Regions from separate parts of the Hordeum vulgare genome. Here regions 2 and 3 are each linked to region 1. A link is a contact called in public Hi-C data. All regions are on one chromosome and are shown on one strand. Each heading gives the region's core, a stretch centred on a gene start, on an enhancer-like site or on the middle of the called end of the contact. The rest is flanking DNA. Distances are from core to core; before and after follow the strand shown. Region 1 has its middle 270 kb from the start of LOC123398065. Region 2 has its middle 11 kb from the start of LOC123400216. Region 3 holds the start of LOC123398065 (amino acid permease 3-like).

Region 1 (2,615 bases), core at 71-2,570:
GCATTGATGTGGGCGGTGGGAGGTAGGTGGCCGCCTGCCACGCGGCCCTGACGCGGACGAGCGCGCGTCCGTTTGTTGTTCGTCGCGACCCAAACCCCGCGCAAGTTTGTGCTCGAAATGGGTCGACCTAGACACAAAACGGACAGGTTGGGTCCGGACGGTCTCGCGTTGGGCCGACCGGTTTGCCCCTTTTACCCCAAACGGACGGGGCCGGACAGGATAGGGTTGCGCGATGGAGTTAGCCTAACCAACCCATGCCAATTGATTTGAGCACAAGATGTTGCATGATGTGCAAGCGCCCGCTGCGTGCGGTCTAGGCTGGTCGCCGAGCCACTTCGTACGTGCGTGTTGGCTGCCATCAAGCTCCCTCATGTGCATGTATGTAGCTAGCTGCCGAGCTCTGGCATGCATGCGTCAGCTGACTATCCCACCCCACGTGTGTGTGTAGCTGGCTGCCGAGCTCCCTCATGCATGTAAACCTAGGAATGGTTATTAGAAAACCGGATGTAACGGTTCGGTTATTACTTTGGGTTTGATTGGTTTAGGTTTTATTGGGTTGAGCTTTTTTAGTTTGCTTTTGGTTTGGATATGTGAAGAAACCAATTTAGGTATAGTTGGTTGTGAGTTTAAACAGTTTGGTTATAAACGGTTATAAACTATGGGTACAAACCGGTTTCTAGACATTGGTTATGTGTAATAACCAACGATGATCGAGAACAAATATCTTTAATCCACATACATGTTGTAATGCACTGTGTAATTATGTATTATGGGGAAATACCACATAAAAATTGAAAGTGTTTGCTTGTGCTTTGGCTAAGTAATTTTGTTTTAATACACTTGTTAGTGAGCTATTCAGGCGTGGGCATTTTTTTGCCTTTTGTTGTGTGTTGATTGTATCTCAAGGATAAGTTTATTTTCAAACTGTTATAGATGCACTTATGCCTTTTCTATCTCATTTACTTCTTAACTTGTCAATTCATGCAATTATATGTACATTAAAGTAAATCCATAGTTACGTATTGGGTTTTAAACACACGGTTATGTATTGGTTTAAGTTGGTTTGGGTAAAAAAATAATGGGTTTAGTTTTGGTTGGGCTGAGAATGCCATTAAATGGGTATGGTATGTTTTTAAGGGATAAATATATGAATATGGTTTAAATATGGTTCAAGTATGAAACCATTCTCATATTTACATGCATGCGTCGTCAGTTGGCCGCCTCGAGGCCGGAGCTCGCGCGCCCACGGTCGGTTCGAGGCCAGAGCTCGCGCGCCCCACCCGGGGCTCCTGCCCACGGCCACTCCGAGGCCGGAGCTCGCGCGCCCGCTAGCTGGCCAAGACTGCTCGCCTCCGTGGCATGTGTGCGTGCCCAGCTCGTCCGCAAACCTTTAGCGGTCCGTATTTGATGATTTCGTTTCTTTGGTTTCACTAGTCACGTCTAAAACATTGATGAAATGTGTTAACACGTGTAAACTTAAAATGATTCCTTCGTTCGCTCGAAATGACAGATTCCTAGCTAACTAGCTATCTAATGAGCTTTGCCAACATGATTAGCATGTAAACTAAGCGCGCGCACACACTGGTCAGCCTCTCTCAAAGTCTCATGTGACAGGAGCCGTGTGGCTCATGGAGATAACGTCCGGATGCCCCCATGCCGCTCGTCTGGTCACCTTTTTGAGAGAATCTTCGCAAGTCTCGACCGGCCGAGATACGGACGGGACGTCTCACCGACGACGACGACCGATGAGGGTGCTGGCTGGCCACGCTGCTCCCCGGGCCCATATGATGACCGCGATCTTCCGGCTGCGAGCGCACGGCGACCTAAGAGTCAAACACTACGACCACGGTAGTAAGAAAAGTCCACGCATACCTCGTTGGTTGGGCCCACACGATAAACGACCCTCACGGTGGCGGGTCGCCACGACTAGCTTTGAACAACCGTGGATCGAGCCGCCTCGAGTGAACTAATGCTGCGATCGTCCCTCAAAAAAAAAAAAAAACTAATGCTGCGATCGATTCTCCGCTAGGGACCATACACTCGTGGATGTGCAAGTGGCGAAAGAAACGGAGAAGCCGGGTCGTGTAAGCTACCGTAGCCATGTTCTTTCTTCTGGCGTCTTGTTAGCTCTCGATTGAGGTCCCGGCCTACATTTGTTCCCTCCCAAGCAAAATCTGTACGCACTCCAACCACCGTTTCTACGTGTCGTTTTCGACGTGAGAAAACCCTACTCTACTAGCTTATACAAGTTCTCATGGTATATATGCTTAACTTAATTCTTTTTCAAACATAGATGATGAAAGGGAATAGTTAATGCACCCTTGCCATAAGATATACCATAATAAGTTGGGTTTGTGGACTTCATTCACGGCAACACACAACAATACAAGTACAGCATCTCGACACAAGAAAGGATAAACTTTTTAGGCCTCGACATCAGAATTGTTTACATGGCAAAAAGAACAAAACTGAGCTATGGATGAAGACTTTGTGTTCATATTGACTTATAGCACGGCAAAAAAGGCCACACAGTCGCAGTGTTCTGCATGGGCGGGAAATCCGCTACCCATTAGGTCTCGTTTGGCACGGAAGGATCCAGGAGGTTTCGAGAGGAA
Region 2 (2,615 bases), core at 75-2,574, 420 kb before region 1:
TTGATACCACGATGCCGAGTGCCCATAACTTCTCCCACGTTAGTGCGTAATAAGGTCTCCGACCAACCCAGATCAAATACCCAAATCCATTAACATCTTAATTAACTCATCGACACATCCACGCGGGAATCCACCCACCTAACATTTATTCAACAATGCTCTCAGTAACACGGTCAAGTAAATGTGTGGTTGTAACATCAAGGGGATCCGAGGCATCACCCTCGTTGGATTCTGAATGATGTATCCGTCAAGGTGGACTTAGAGGAATCACCCTCGAGGGTCTCATACTTGAGGGGTTGCACGACAGAGTCATCGTCGGGAGTGGTGAAGGAGGAATCACCCTCGATAACCACGGCCGACTAGCTACACTACAGAGGTATCATCATGAGTACTTGGCGAGGTGTCACCCTCGGTACCCGATAGTAGCTCTGCAGCGTCGTATAGCTAAGGGGTGTAAGTGTTGTGTCGGGTCTTGGCTCGTCGATGAGGGATTGAGACTTGGTGAAAAAGCGGGGGCAACTGGACTAAGGGTCAGAGGGGATAACTGCTCCACCTATAATAAACAGTTTTAAGGTGTAGTAATGAAAGTAGCAGTTCATCAAAATTAGGCTATGCATTAGATATAGGAGTTAACTACAATAGTAGCAAAATTCTAATGCAAGCATGGGGGAGAAAGAAATGGGCGATATAGGAATGATCGAGGGGGTTTGCTTGCCTTGTTGCTCTGTGGCAAAGGGCTGATCATCAAGGGCGTAGTCGTACTCGGCAACAGCGTCACTCTCGGAGCCTACTGGAGAGAAGAGGGGGAAGAAACAATAAATACAAGCAAACAGATGCAGCACGATGCATGACATGGCAATACTCAGTGCTAGGGGTGGTCTAACGCAGTACTAAACGTTACAGACGAAGCGGGAAAATATCTCACGATATTTCCCGGGTCTTCGGATTTATTGGACAAAATATCCAAAGGGGGAAAGTTCCATGTTCATCAGGCTAGAGGCATGTGACAGATGAACGGGTAGCATAATTGGACTCATGGGATTTTTCTGACCAACTTTCATATATAAATTATTTTCATCCGACTTACGGTTTATTTTCTATTATTTTCAAAGTTTTAAATATTTTTTCAAATTTCCTGTAATTATTATTATTAAAAAATATGAAGTATGTGGTATGTGCACCCGGTCCAGTGCACCCACAGAGGTACCAAAGACTGACCGGTGGGGCCACTCAACTACTGACGCATGAGTTGACTGGTCAATAGTTGACTGGTCAACGGGCCCAGCGGGACCCATGTGTCAAGGTCACAAAGGAGGATATCCAATTGACCCTGGTGTTATTTTGCCTAACGTAATGGCCTCGGGCCCATCTGTCAGTGCGGGATTAGCCCTGTGGTTAGGTGGCTAATGGTTGGGCCCCACTGGTGAGCGACACACCGACGTTTTGAACGCGGTGGCGCACCGGCGGCAGCCACAACAACGACGGCGAGGCTCGGAAATCGTCTACGGTGGACCAAATCACGTGATTCTTGATGCGTTCGCGAGCTGGTGCTCTCGCCGATCCATTTCGGCCATGTGGAGGAGTTGGGGTGACCTGTGGCATCGTCGACGCCATGTTTGGCGGACGATGGTTCGGGCGAGTGGCGAGACAACAGCTATAGCGCGTGGGTGTCGTATCTACTGCTTGGGACCGACGCAGAGGAGCCCCTGGAGCATGCAAGTTGCACGCAGGGGATGCCAAAGGCATGCACGGCACGAGCACATCCGGAATGGAGGACGGTAGAGCTCGGTCACGGTGGCGGCTAGCTACAGGGGCTACGGGAGGGCAAAGAGGGAGAGAAAGACGCAGGGGGTCTCACTAACGTTGACAGGAAGGCCCAGTGAACGAGCTCGGAGAGAAGGGATTGACGGCGTTGAGCTCTCGGGTCCGAGGTTGAAGAACAGGAACGGGGCAAAGCTGCGTCGTGCTCCGGTTCGATCCAGAGCTCAAGGAGGTCGAGGCAGGCCCTGCGGTGCTCCTGGACTTGACGGAGAGGGACAAGGAGGACGATAGCCACGGCGGAGGGAGGCGGATGAGGGGCCGGCTGTGGAGGTGCTCGGCCGAAGGGCGGAGCGCATATGGCTGGGGGCCCTAGTGGGTGTGGGGTCTAAGGGTGGTTCGGGGGTTGCTTCGGTGGTGGGCGCTGGGGTGAGTGAGCGGGCAAGGAGGGCTCGCTCGTGGGGGCTTCGGTGGGACTAGTAGCGATGGGCGTTACGAGGGGAGGGGCTCGTGAGCGAGCGAGGGAGGTAACGAGGGGTGAGAACGAGGGCGGGGCTCTGGTGGGTGGCGCTAGGGAGGGCTCGAGGGGCAGAGAGGATCCCCTCATGGGCTGTGGCGGCTCGGTGGGGAGGGAGTGAGGCTGGGGGAGCTGGTTAGGTTTAGGTGGGGGGTTTTATACCCCCCAAGGCTAGTGGGTTGGTTGTGGCTGGCTAGGTGGTTTTATTTTCTTTTTCTTTTTTTAATTTTTTTATCCACTTTCCTTTTTTCTTTTCTTTTTAAAACAAGAGTATTTTAGTGTTATACAATATATAACTTGCACCATTAATTATAATGCATTAATAGGCCTCAAAAGAAGG
Region 3 (2,615 bases), core at 67-2,566, 270 kb before region 1:
GTACTAAAACAAATCGAAATCGGCTTCCATGGCGGTCATCTAAAGTAGACCAGCACAGTTTGTTCATTAAAGCATCTCCAACAGCCGTGTTAAACTAGCGCCGCGTCGAAAAATAATCCGTTTTAACGCAACGCGGCGGGTAGCTCCAGCGGGCGCGAAAAACGGCGCGCGCGGCATGCAGTTCAGCGCGCTGGCTGAAACGCAATCGCGCACCGTTTATTTGCTGCGCCAGCTCCCGCGCGCTGGACTCTCCCGCGCTCGCTCCTTCACTCTCGTGCGCTCGCTCCTCCACTCTCGCGTGCTCGCTCCTCCACTCTCGCGTGCTCGCTCCCCACTTCCACCCCCATCCGGCCGCGCCGTCGCCGCCACTCGCGCCCCCCGACGACCGTTCAGGCGCTTCCCCAGCCTATCCCCGCGCCGCCATCGCCCCCCGGCGACCCTACAGGCGCTTCCCCGGCCTATCTCCGATGCCGCCGCCCGCGCCCCCCGACGACCGTTCAGGCGCTTCCCCGGCCTCCCCGCGCCGCCGCGTTTCCGCCCCACCCCCTCCTAGTTCCGTCGGCCCTCGCGCGCCTCCGTCGTCCGAGGAACAGCGCCCGAGCGCTCGCTGCCGCGCCGCGCCCGTAAGGTGTTCGACAAAACGCCTACAAGGTATGTATTGCTCAAACTTATGAATTTGGTGCATGTTTTGAATTATAGTTTTTATAGTATAGTATTAGACATTGTAGATGAGTTCGTCGTATGATTCTTCCGAAGAAGAATTTGATATGGAAGAGGAAGAGGATTTTGCAATGATCATAGCTATGCATATTAATAAAAAAACCGAAGTACGGTGGTTCGGTTATGGGTCGAGAGAAAATTTGTTTGAGTTGTAATGACTATTTATTGTATTGTATTGTTCATGAACGATAAACTATTTGTTTGAGTTGTAATGACTATTTATTGTATTGTATTGTTCATGAACGATAAACTATTTGTTTGAGTTGTAATGACTATTTATTGTTGATTTATTTTGTTTGTTTGATCATTGTTGCTCCTATTTTTTGAAATGTATATGTAATTTGTGCGTGCTGTGCTCGCTTTATTTTTAGGCGTCCAGCAACGCACGCACGCTGCATTATAACGCGGTCGTTGGAGCCAGCGTCTATCACCACGCTAAATCAGCCAAAGCACGTGCGACAAACATATTTTTTAGATCCGATGCACGGCTGTTGGAGATGCTCTAATATTTTAACGTCAATTTCGATGCTAGTTGGGCAGAGAGCACCGGAAGCACTGCAAGTGCAAGTGCTAGTGCGATGGGAAACACGGGGCTACATATACACCTCCCCTCTTCCCTCCCATTTCCCCCACCCACACACACACCTCCTCGCCAAGAAGTCTGATCTTAGGCCGTCACACGCACCAAACTCCATCAGTTCTCTCCACGACAACTCAAGCTAGCTGAGGATTGTCGAATAGCAGCACAATTTAAGTGATGGCGGTAGGCAACGGCGGCGCCAAGAAAGTGGTGGCGCCAATGGAGGTGTCGGTGGAGGCCGGGAACGGCGGGGACGAGGCATGGATGGACGACGACGGCCGGCCACGCCGCTCCGGCACGTTCTGGACGGCGAGTGCGCACATCATCACGGCCGTCATCGGCTCCGGCGTGCTATCGCTGGCCTGGGCCATCGCGCAGCTCGGTTGGGTGGCCGGCCCCGCTGTCATGCTCCTCTTCGCCGCCGTTATCTACTACACCTCCACCCTGCTCGCCGAGTGCTACCGCACGGGTGACCCGGCCACCGGGAAGCGCAACTACACCTATATGGACGCCGTCCGCTCCAACCTTGGTGGTCCCAAGGTCATCTTCTGCGGTGTCATCCAGTACGCCAATCTCGTCGGCGTCGCCATCGGCTACACTATCGCCTCCTCCATCAGCATGCGGGCCATCAGGAGGGCCGACTGTTTCCATGCCAATGGACACGCCGACCCTTGCAAGAGCTCCAGCAACCCATACATGATCCTCTTCGGCCTCGTGCAGATCGTCTTCTCGCAGATCCCCGACTTCGATCAGATATGGTGGCTATCAATCGTCGCCGCCGTCATGTCCTTCACCTACTCCGGCATTGGACTCTCCCTGGGCATCACCCAAACCATATGTATGTCGTCGGAACTCCAAGCATACCTTTTTTTTTCTTTTTCTTTTTGTCCTCTCAACTTATATACAGTACTTACGTAATAAGTTAGGAAATCCTATACAGTAAAATAAGACGATACTGTAATTGCAGCCAATGGTGGAATCAAGGGCAGCCTCACAGGCATCAGCATCGGCGTCGGTATCACGGCCACGCAGAAGGTGTGGCGCAGCCTGCAGGCATTTGGCGACATCGCCTTCGCCTACTCCTTCTCCAACATCCTCATAGAAATCCAGGTACGTAAAAGCTAGCCATGACCGGCCTGTGCTCTGCTCAACGAGGGTTTTGCTCTGCCTTTGTTGCCGCGGACTGACATATATAAGGGGTGTTTCTCAGGACACGATCAGGGCGCCGCCGCCGTCTGAGGCGAAGGTGATGAAGCAGGCGACGCGGCTAAGCGTGGCGACGACGACAGTGTTCTACATGCTGTGCGGGTGCATG

Evidence for each region. A called contact is a pair of places that touch in the nucleus more often than the background predicts.
Region 2: a Hi-C map of seedling shows a contact between it and region 1, with 2.2 times the contacts expected there. The contact joins two enhancer-like sites. A contact is called at or near these places in 3 of 6 Hi-C or Micro-C datasets (leaf, seedling and an unstated tissue).
Region 3: a contact with region 1 is called in a Hi-C map of seedling, with 5 times the contacts expected there. The contact joins the promoter of LOC123398065 here to the enhancer-like site in region 1. A contact is called at or near these places in 3 of 6 Hi-C or Micro-C datasets (leaf and seedling) and 1 of 1 datasets of contacts at active chromatin or transcription factors (embryo).

The regions. Positions count from the first base shown.
Region 1 is chr5H:246,199,956-246,202,570 of MorexV3_pseudomolecules_assembly, forward strand. No RefSeq gene overlaps it. Among protein-coding and RNA genes, the nearest start is that of LOC123398065, 270 kb to the left of the region's middle. Within about 2 kb of position 1,321, at least 3 of the 3 cell types and tissues checked have open chromatin away from gene starts, as enhancers often do. A contact at or near this core is called in leaf and seedling, where this site is marked.
Region 2 is chr5H:245,781,282-245,783,896 of MorexV3_pseudomolecules_assembly, forward strand. No RefSeq gene overlaps it. Among protein-coding and RNA genes, the nearest start is that of LOC123400216, 11 kb to the right of the region's middle. Within about 2 kb of position 1,325, at least 3 of the 3 cell types and tissues checked have open chromatin away from gene starts, as enhancers often do. A contact at or near this core is called in leaf and seedling, where this site is marked.
Region 3 is chr5H:245,934,127-245,936,741 of MorexV3_pseudomolecules_assembly, forward strand. It overlaps LOC123398065 (amino acid permease 3-like), which reads left to right and starts at 1,317. Exons shown (of 3, transcript XM_045092574.1): 1 at 1,317-2,138; 2 at 2,268-2,410; 3 at 2,511-2,615. The coding sequence starts at 1,478.